Linked DNA regions of Ovis aries: region 1 is linked to region 2. Evidence: chromatin contacts called from public Hi-C data. All regions are on one chromosome and are shown on one strand. Each heading gives the region's core, a stretch centred on a gene start, on an enhancer-like site or on the middle of the called end of the contact. The rest is flanking DNA. Distances are from core to core; before and after follow the strand shown. Region 1 holds the start of RB1 (RB transcriptional corepressor 1). Region 2 overlaps LOC121820421 (a long non-coding RNA gene).

Region 1 (4,423 bases), core at 430-2,929, 180 kb after region 2:
CTTCGGATAAACTTTGAGTCCCCAAGAGACTGAACTTAGGCAGAACTTGTTGTTGAGTAGGCCAATAATGGCTAACCCCTTTTCACATTCTGGAATACACCATAATATACACAGAAAATGATAATCCATTGTATGGCCCACAGGGATAAACCCAAGAGCTACCACTTGCCTGAAGGCATTGGCTGCCTCAGCCCTGCTCAGCTGTTCCAAGGATGAGGGAATTCACGTCAGAACACAGCTGTATTTTATTCATAGCACCTCAGTTGGGAAGCTCCTAGCGGGCAACCCACAGCATCTGCCAGTGATACAAAAGCAGATACTCAAACTAGGCAATCTATTAGCATAAGTAAATACCAAGAGACAGGAGACACAGTTTCTAAGTCAATGTTTGGCCATAGTAATTCCTGCAAACTCTTTTCTGGTGTCTTTGTGCCTTGCACATGCTATTTCTCTCTTCTTGGTGTTTTCTTTAACACAACGTATTGGCTCAGACGGTAAAGCGTCTGTCTACAACGCGGGAGCCCTGGGTTCGATCCCTGGGTTGGGAAGATCCTCTGGAAAAGGAAATGGCAATCCACTCCAGTACTATTGCCTGGAAAATCCCATGGACAGAGGAGCCTGGTAGGCTACAGTCCATGGGGTTGCAAAGAGTCGGACACGACTGAGCGACTTCACTTCACTAATGGATAAGTAGAGTCACATATATCTCAGTTCAAAACCTCTACCACCCATCGGCTGTGTGTGTTTGTGTGTGTGTGTGTGTGTGTGTAAGTAACTCAGTCGTATCTGATTCTTTGCGACCCCATGGACTATAGCCTGTCAGTCCATGGAATTCTCCAGGCCAGAATACTGGAGTACTGGGCAAATGAATTAACTCCTCTGAGCCTGTCTTCCCTATCCAAAGTGTAATACGACTACAACTCATTTTAAAGGGCTGTTTCTGAGGATTCGGTAAGATAATGAGATAAAATGGCCAGAACAATCCCCTGTGCACATAGTAAGTCCTCCTTAGATGTGAAGTCCGTCTGGCAAACTTCTACTCAAATGCCCCTGCTCCTCTGAAGATGTCCTTAAGGCGTTTCGATGGTGCTTCCTGGTTTTACGCTACTATTAAAACCGCGCAGCACCTTGTCATCAGTTCTTTGCCCGCAGCCCCCACCCCTCTTCCCTCAAAGAACTCTCAAAAGGCCAGTTTCGTCGTCCCGTACTTGGTCTCCGCTGGTAGTGGGCAAAACCCAGCTCCTCATAGGTGTCCCAGAGGCAGTTTGTTTTTGTTTTGGCTGACTTCGCTTAACGGATTGGGCGGGAGGAGCGCGGGCGAGCGGGAGGGCGCCGCCCACGGAGGAGAGGGGCGTGCCCGCCCCGGGTGCGCTCGCCCGATACTCCCCGGCGGGGGCCTCGGCCGCAGCCCCGGACCCACCCGGCTATAGCGAGGGAGCCCGCGCGCACCCACCGGGCCGGGTAGCGCCCTTACCCGGCCACCCACGCCCGCAGGGGCGAGTTTCGAGGCGAGGCAGGCTGAGGCGGCGGCGGCGGCCGCTGCCTCCGGGCGGGCGCCTGGGTTGCAGGCCCGGGGCTGCCCGCCCGCCCGGCGCGCGCCTCGCCTCGCCTCGCCCAGCACCCCGGTGCCCTCCCGACGCCGGCGGGCCCGCGAGCCTCGCGGACGTGACGCCGCGGGCGGAAGTGACGTTTTCCCGCGGTTGGACGCGGCGCTCGGTTGCCGGGCGGGGGAGGGCCGGCCCGGTTTTTTTCTCAGGGGAACGTTCAAATTATTTTTGTAACGGGAGTCGGCCGAGGACGGGGCGTGCCCGAGGTGCGCGCGTCCTCTCCCTTCTCCGGCCCCACTCCAGCACCCGCCGGCGCCTGCCCTGCGAGCGCGTCATGCCGCCCAAAACCCCCCGGAGAGCAGCCGCCGCCGCCGCCGCCGCCGCGGAGCCCCCGCCGCCGCCGCCGCCCCCTGAGGAGGACCCCGAGCAGGACAGCGGCTCCGAGGACCTGCCTCTGGCCAGGTGAGCGGGCCGAGCCACCGGCGGCGGGCGGCGAGCGGGGAGGGCGCCCCGAGGCTGCGTCGGCGGCAGCCGCGGCGTCTAGGCGGGGGCGCGTCCCCGCGGGGCGCCGGTCCCGGCGGGAGGACGGTCCCCCCTCTACCACCCCTCGCGGCGGAGCGCCGGGAGGGAGCTGACAGGGGTCTGGGTGCGGGCGCCGCCTGGGAAGGGCGGCCGGGAGGGGGGTCTCGGCTCCAGCTTGACAGGTGTCGGGCGGGTGGGGCTCGGGTCGCTGAGCGAAGTGACAGGTGCCGCCTTTGCTCCGCGAGACGGCCCTGCGCATCCGGCGGGTGTTTCGAGACCCCATCACACGCAAAAGAGGAAAAAAAGAAAAGAACTAACTGGTGTTTGCTGGATAGGTTTTTTTCCCCGTTGAGATTTGTAGTCCTCCAGTGGTCTTTTGACTTTCTCTTTTGGTCTCTAGCGATGCAACAGTTGGAAGTGCCCCCCTCCCCCCACCGCCCCCGGGCGCGCAGCTGTATCTGAAGCCCAGTCCTGGGAGAGACAGTCAGAAAAGCCTTGGGTGCAGCGGCAGAGATGCCCGCGGACGTGAAGGGCAGGGTCCTGGGTGTCGGTTACCCCCCAGGAAGCTCGGCTGAGGCGCCTTGTGGCGTTCTCTTAGAAGGGGCTTTTCGGTCTTGGGGATTCATGGCCATAGGTAGTGACTGGTGGAACGTAACTCTTTAGAAAGAACTCGTACCTGGGCAAAAATATTGTGAGACGTTTAGCCCAAGAGCTTAAAAGTTCCTGAACTTTTCTCTTGTTTTCTAGAACTCTTCTTGCGTATTTTCGTTGGCTTCAGCGTGCCTCGTTATTTCTTCCATTTTGCCTTTCGGCTTTGAGCCAGCAAGGATCCTGGTGTCCTTGTTTTTTTTTGTTTTGTTTTGTTTTGTTTCGTTTGTTGGAGTACAAAACGAGTGTTTTTGTGCTCACGTGGAATTATTTTTCTTCTCGTAAGTGGATTCTAAATTTTAAGCAAGTCTACGATAATGCAGTGGAACTTTGACAGGAAGATAATGTATTGCAACATCTTATTTTTCTTGATTGTGATGCTTTATGGTTAGAACCAAAAATTGAACGAGTATAATTATCCATTATTATTGTCAGAGTTGGCCCTGCTTTGAGACTGCACATCAATTACAGGGAAATGGGACTCCTTTCTGTCTCCCTCCCACAGTCCTAGCCCATCAGCAGGCCCTATTTCTCTCACCTTCCCCTGCGCTAAGAGAATTCGGGACAAATTGTTAAAGATTGGGAAAAGCTTTTGGAAATGGCTTGTGAAAGGCTATTAGAAATTCATATATGACTGTCTTATCAATTAAAAATCATTCTCACTAGTGGGAAAAAAAAAGAAAGCCCAGGGATGTTCTAGGAGAAGACATTAGTTTCTGATTAAACTCTGATATGTCCAGTATTTTCCAGTTTCCTTTTGGTAAGAGCAGTGAAGTCTACTGCAAAGAACCCTGTGTTATCCACAGAGCTCGGAAGCATTCTTGAATATTGTGGAGTAACCAGAAATACTGAAGTTCTGGCCAGCACCTGGGAAAAGAAAGTCTTTTTTCCTTCTATTTTCCAGCATTTCATTTTATATACTTTAAATGATGAAACTATCACAAATTCTTTAAGTCAGAACCATGCAAGATAAAGTCTGTTCTTGATCTATCCTTACCCATAAAATGTGTCCTTATGGGCTATCAAACTACTGGTTAACTACTTAACAAAGATAGAACCACTGCCTGGCAGTCTGAAGCTGAGAACTTTACCTGGGGTGGGTTCAGGGCCCAGTCCAATTGCATTTCCAGTGATGGAGCCCATGCCTACTTTGAGAGTTGAGAGTTTACTTAAGGGAAACAGCACACCATCTTCATTCTTGAGATAACCAAAAGTTAATTATGTTTCAGAGAAGGGTTGGCAGTCTGGAATAGTGCTCAAGGGCAAGGATTATAGAGTTAGATTATTGGGTTTCTATCAGGGTTTCTGACATACTGTTTGTGATTTCAAGTGAGTGCTTTAACTTCTCTGATTTGGTATTTATCTGTAAAACAGGGTAAGAGGACTTACCTAATAGGCTGATGTGGGGATTCAGTCTACCTTCATCTAAGGTACTTTGTCTGGGATCATAATAAATACTAAAAAATTATTAGCGATTCCTTGTACTATTATTATTAGAGGTCAAGTAGACATTAACTGATTGAAAAAGAATTAGCCAAGAAGAGTTTTTTGTCTGCCTGTCTTGGTTAAGGAAAATCAGAAAGAAAGCTTGAATTTAATCATCATCTAAGAACTACTAGTAAGTAGATTAAATAAAACACTGTGAAGGGTAGACTGCATTTTAGCAAAAGTTAATGATATTGAATTGGTTTTGTAATATTATCTAT
Region 2 (4,842 bases), core at 1,085-3,584:
ATTAAGAAACAGCAAACCCAAAAGAAGTATAAAGCTACTTTTTTTTAAAACAAGAAAAATGTGTCTGATTAGTCCACACTATCTACTGGAATTTCTCTTCCATTTTTTTAAGCATAGAACTATTAATTGCCAACCTATGTCTTCAGATAAAACCGATGAAAGCAGGAGGGTGATCACAATATTTTTAATGGATGCAGTTATTAACTCAATGATTTCACCTCGGATTTTTGGTCTTCTAAGGACAGAGTTATATCTTGGGGCAGTCAGGTCTCTCTCGACCCAAGAAAGGATCATGTGAGCTAAAAAATAAACACAACCAGTGGGGACCAAGGTGGGAATTCAGGATCGGAAATAGGACAGATTAAAATAGTTTACGGAAAGAGTGTGAGAGCAAGGGAAGGAAATTGAATGACAGAAGGGAAGACCGTACAGTATTAAGAAGCAACAAACCCAAAACAAGAAAACTAAGAGAGTTTTTCTGAGTGCTGCTGTAATTCAAACCGTTTCAAATAAAAACTGTGACAAATTGCAGAAAACTTGAGATACAGATTTGGTTTAAAGAGGCTAAGACTTCCTTGTGGGAGCTGCCTAGGCTCGTCAGTGTTTTCTTAGCGTTAGTGGCAGCTCATTAGTGTTAAACTTGGCAGTGTTTTTTCGTATCTATGGGTTCTTCTCTTTAAATACTCAAGGCCCTGTCTATTCCTCACAAAAGGAGAATAGTGATACAGATTTTTAGTGTGAAAGTAAGGCAAGGTATAATCTTCCCAGAAGTATTTGGGAGACTAAAGCATCACGAGAAGGAATTTTTCAGGTCAAAAGCTGGTGGACGAGGTACAAGAACCTTCCTGGTATCCCTTCTCCCAAATCTCATGGAAGGCAGTTTCTGCTTTTGCTTCTGTCTCCCATGACCCCGTTTATGTTGGCAGTTACCTGGTTCACAGACACATCTTCACAGGGTCTTTGCTGCATTGAAAGAGGTTCCCTTCACTAAAGAACAATGGGATTTGTGGAAGAAAAAGGTCATTTAGGTAAATCCACGCCATTGAGATGGGAGGTAAGGGGGCAGGCCACACCTTAAAAGAATGGCGTAGCCATCGAGGATACAACAAAAACTGGTTACCACCTACTAGGCCCCAAAGGGTGGAAGATTCCACTTCTGGTACACCCTGAACCTCTTCCACACTCACTGTGATACAGTAACATCTAAATGACAAACCCACAGGCACAATGTTACGTTCAATCTGTGATAAGGTCTTTGAAGGTCCACTACCGAGCGGTTCCTGTTTTATGTGTCAGGGAGACAGACAGTCATTAACCAGCCCATTTCACATAGAAAACGTCCATTGCGTTTGCTGAGGATGGGGTTGCCGGGGCTGATGCTCTGCGTCTCTGTGTCTAAGCCTGTTTACAGGGAGGTGAAGGATAGCTTCCTTGCCCACACTCTGCGGGCTGCCCCACCCTGCGCTGGCCTCAGGAAGGAAGGGTGGAGCAGGCACACAGAGTTTTGACAATGCTCCAGGACTTTGCACCCCAAATATTTACTGAGACAGTCAGGTAATTCTTTAGAGAGGCTGGGCCTAACCTATAAAAAAAGCTGGCAGAGGGACAGGAGAAGAAAGAAGTGCTCCCTCTGTCTGGAAAAGGCGTGCTCCGTGTGCCTGTAATAATTGCAAAAGCCTCGATACAGAAACACAGGGATGGTCCTCCACACCCTCTTGCAACTGATCACCCATCTGACAGCTCAGCTTCAGGGCAAGGAGCCTAGGCAGCTCCCACACACTGCTCTCCTGGGTCTATAGGCAGCTGTTTCCTCTGCCTGGAAGAGGCTCTTCTCACTTAAAGCTACCTTTTCTTCGCAGAGTCCTCTCCAGCCCTCTCCACATCCCACTTCCTGTATTAAGCTTCTCCCAGCTGTCTCAGCCCACAGTCATCACTTTGCTCTTTGGCCTCCCACACCACTCGCCCAGCACTTGGTAATTTCTGTGGTTGATCTGTTTATCCCTTCAACTCCCCCCGCCCCACCACTGGACTTTGTCCGAAACAGTCAGCCTTGACAACGTGCTTATAAATGATGATAAATCATTGCAGTAGAGTGGTTTAGGCATGCCTGACACAAGTTCATGCTTGTGTAACTTTTAACTCAAATGAAAAGTTTTTCATGGCTAGCACTTTCGAAAGGCAGTAAATCCTTAGTGTGTGACTGTTTTCAAACATTGTGGATTTTTCAAGGAGGCATAAGGAACAGGCCTCATCAGATCTGGGGAAAGAGAGGAACAAAAGCAGGTTCACAGAGTCCTAAAAGCACACTGGTGTGACCCACTCGTCCTGCTCACCCGGAACTTTGCCAGTTTCAACACCGAAAGTCCTGTGTCTCAGTCCCAGGCAGACCTGGACAGCTGGTCACTTAGCAGGTGGCCAGTGCACATTTTGATAAGAAGCAAATGCAGGTCTTAACTAATGGACTGCACCTACTTTATCTTCTCTCCTCTCAAATCCTGGTGCCACAGCCTCTCCAAGGACACTCCACTCTCTGGTGACAAGTGGAGAAGCAGGCAATGATGCCCACTTCTCGAGAAGGAACCTTGAGTTTATTCAACTCTGCTCACTACAGAAGCCATCTCAGGCCTGGGAGGACAGACGGTCAAGGGAAAAAGCTTTGTACAGAGTTCTCACAAAACAGAAACTAAAAGGAATATTTGGAACAGGAAACAGTGACCTTGATGGCACGATTCCCAAAGGGAGAGGCAAAAGGCAGCGATTCAGGAAGGCAAAAGTCCAGGGTCCACGGGAAGTCCGTCTCACGCTGAGCATTCCACACCAGGCTTGCTCCGTGCCTCTCCAGAGCATCTGCTTTGATAACGCTCCTGGGCAATCCGGCCAACTATGACAATTCAAGTGGCTTGGCGCTAGCAGTAAAGAATCTGCCTGCCACTGCAGGAGACGCAAGAGACATGGGTTCAATCCCTGGGTCGGGAAGATCCCCTGGTAAGGGAATGGCAACCCACTCCAGTATTCTTGCCTGGAGAATCCCATGGACAGAGAAGCCTGGTGGGCTACAGTCCGTAGGGTTGCAAAGAGTCGGACACGACTGAAGTGACTTAGCACACACAGAACAGATAAACAAGAAGACTAGAACCTACGACCACAAATACCTCTGAATATCACAGCAATCAGCAGGACTAGTAATACTTTCTGAGCCCACAAAGTCTCTTATGAGAATAGATACATTTGGAAAGCCCAGATGGTCCTGAAATGAGCATAACGATAGATAGATACATCATCAATAATGGTACACATAAAAAACCAGTCCAGGTCGATAGTTTGTATCATGATGAGAAATTTTTCCATAATAAAATAACAGAATGAAGCATTTTAATCTGTACAACATATAACCCAGTAACTCACAACAACAACAAAAAGTGTAATTGGGAAATGGAAATATTACTGCCTGTGTCTCTTTATATCACTGAAGATTTAGGTGGAGCTGATTTCTCTAAGCGTGGTTTCCTTTGACTGATAATGCTCATGTGTCCCAGGACCAACTTGGCCGGGGGTGGGGATGGGAGGCTGAAATTTAGGGTGTCCAGGGTGTCTCCTGCAGGAATGTGCTCTAACCACCAGAGGGTATTCTTTCCTCCTTTGGACTGTAGGCAAGTTTCTGGAACCACAAACTAACCCTAAACCAACCCCCTACTAAAAATGGGCCAGGCCAGATCACAGGAAAGTGCACTGATTCATAATATTCACACACATTCCCCCTTGTCTTTCCATTTGAGAGACGGTTCAGTTTTCTTCAGCTCAGAGGATCATGCTGGCAGCAGGCCAACCTATACACAGAGTAGAAAACAAATGACATCTCTCCTGCTGGTCAAGGCAAGAGAGGAGTCACTTCAGAAATAAGTCCAGCGGTTATTTCAGATGATCCAGACCACACGCACCCCCCCCCCCCCCCCCCCCCCCCACCGCAACAGTTGCCCACCCCAGCCCCCACTCCTCATGGGTAGAGCAGGATTTTCAAGAAAGTGCGGATGCCCTGGTCAGAAAGAAAGCGGAGGGATTTCAGGGGCTGTGGGGCCTCCTGCCTGAATTTTGATCCAGGCTAATTTACAACTGAAAAAGGCCCAAGTCTCATTGGAGACCAGAAAGCCTAGGAAAGTTACCAGAGAGATATTTGACAACGTCCAGAGTCAGCCCGGGAGTCTGTCCCAGCGCATTAATATACCAAGTTTAGAAAGCAAGGTCCTGGAAAGATGCCCCAGGGAGATGCCCAAGGGAGTCAGTTTGAATCCGGCCAAATGCTTACTCTGAAAAAAGGAAGACTTTGTCCCTTCTAGCTTGTTCAGTGCCAGAAGCTCTTTCAGGGAGAAAGGCCGTGAAATTGAGAAATATGGGATATCGGGTTATCTGCCCAACAGAAGGCAGCTTCAGCAAACCCAAACTTCAAGTTGATATTTTCCTCTTGTTTTTCAAATGACTTCAAATAATACTTATTTGCTGCTAAAAATTCAAACAGTACAGAAATAAAAGTAAGAAGTGAAGCGCTTTCGTCTCACAGCCAGCCTACTCCCTACAGCCCCACTCACCAGAAATACTGTGGATAATGGCTCATGCTTTCCAGGGCTTCCGATTTCTATGAATTACAAAAAACTGATCTCTCTGCTCATCTAGTTCTCCATCTCTTCACCTCATATCTCTCTCAATCATCCGCTCGGGGATTTTTGTTGTCGTTGTTTTGTTTTGTAAAAAATGGAGATCCTGAAACAGATAGATATTATTTGACTTGAGATGGTCGTTGCACAAATTATTACATTTTTCCAGGTCCTCATTCCATTTAGTTGTGAC

What was found. A called contact is a pair of places that touch in the nucleus more often than the background predicts.
Region 1: a contact with region 2 is called in a Hi-C map of skin fibroblasts, with 2.1 times the contacts expected there. The contact joins the promoter of RB1 here to the enhancer-like site in region 2.

What each region holds. Positions count from the first base shown.
Region 1 is chr10:18,457,671-18,462,093 of ARS-UI_Ramb_v3.0, forward strand. RB1 (RB transcriptional corepressor 1) reads left to right here and starts at 1,680. Exons shown (of 27, transcript XM_027973562.3): 1 at 1,680-2,009. The coding sequence starts at 1,882.
Region 2 is chr10:18,281,632-18,286,473 of ARS-UI_Ramb_v3.0, forward strand. The region is part of intron 4 of LOC121820421 (a long non-coding RNA gene); the gene reads left to right. It overlaps LOC121820423 (a long non-coding RNA gene), which reads right to left. Exons shown (of 3, transcript XR_006060917.2): 1 at 4,584-4,842; 2 at 4,304-4,497; 3 at 1-3,827. Among named protein-coding and RNA genes, the nearest start is that of MED4, 30 kb to the left of the region's middle. Within about 2 kb of position 2,335, at least 32 of the 54 cell types and tissues checked have an H3K27ac peak or open chromatin away from gene starts, as enhancers often do.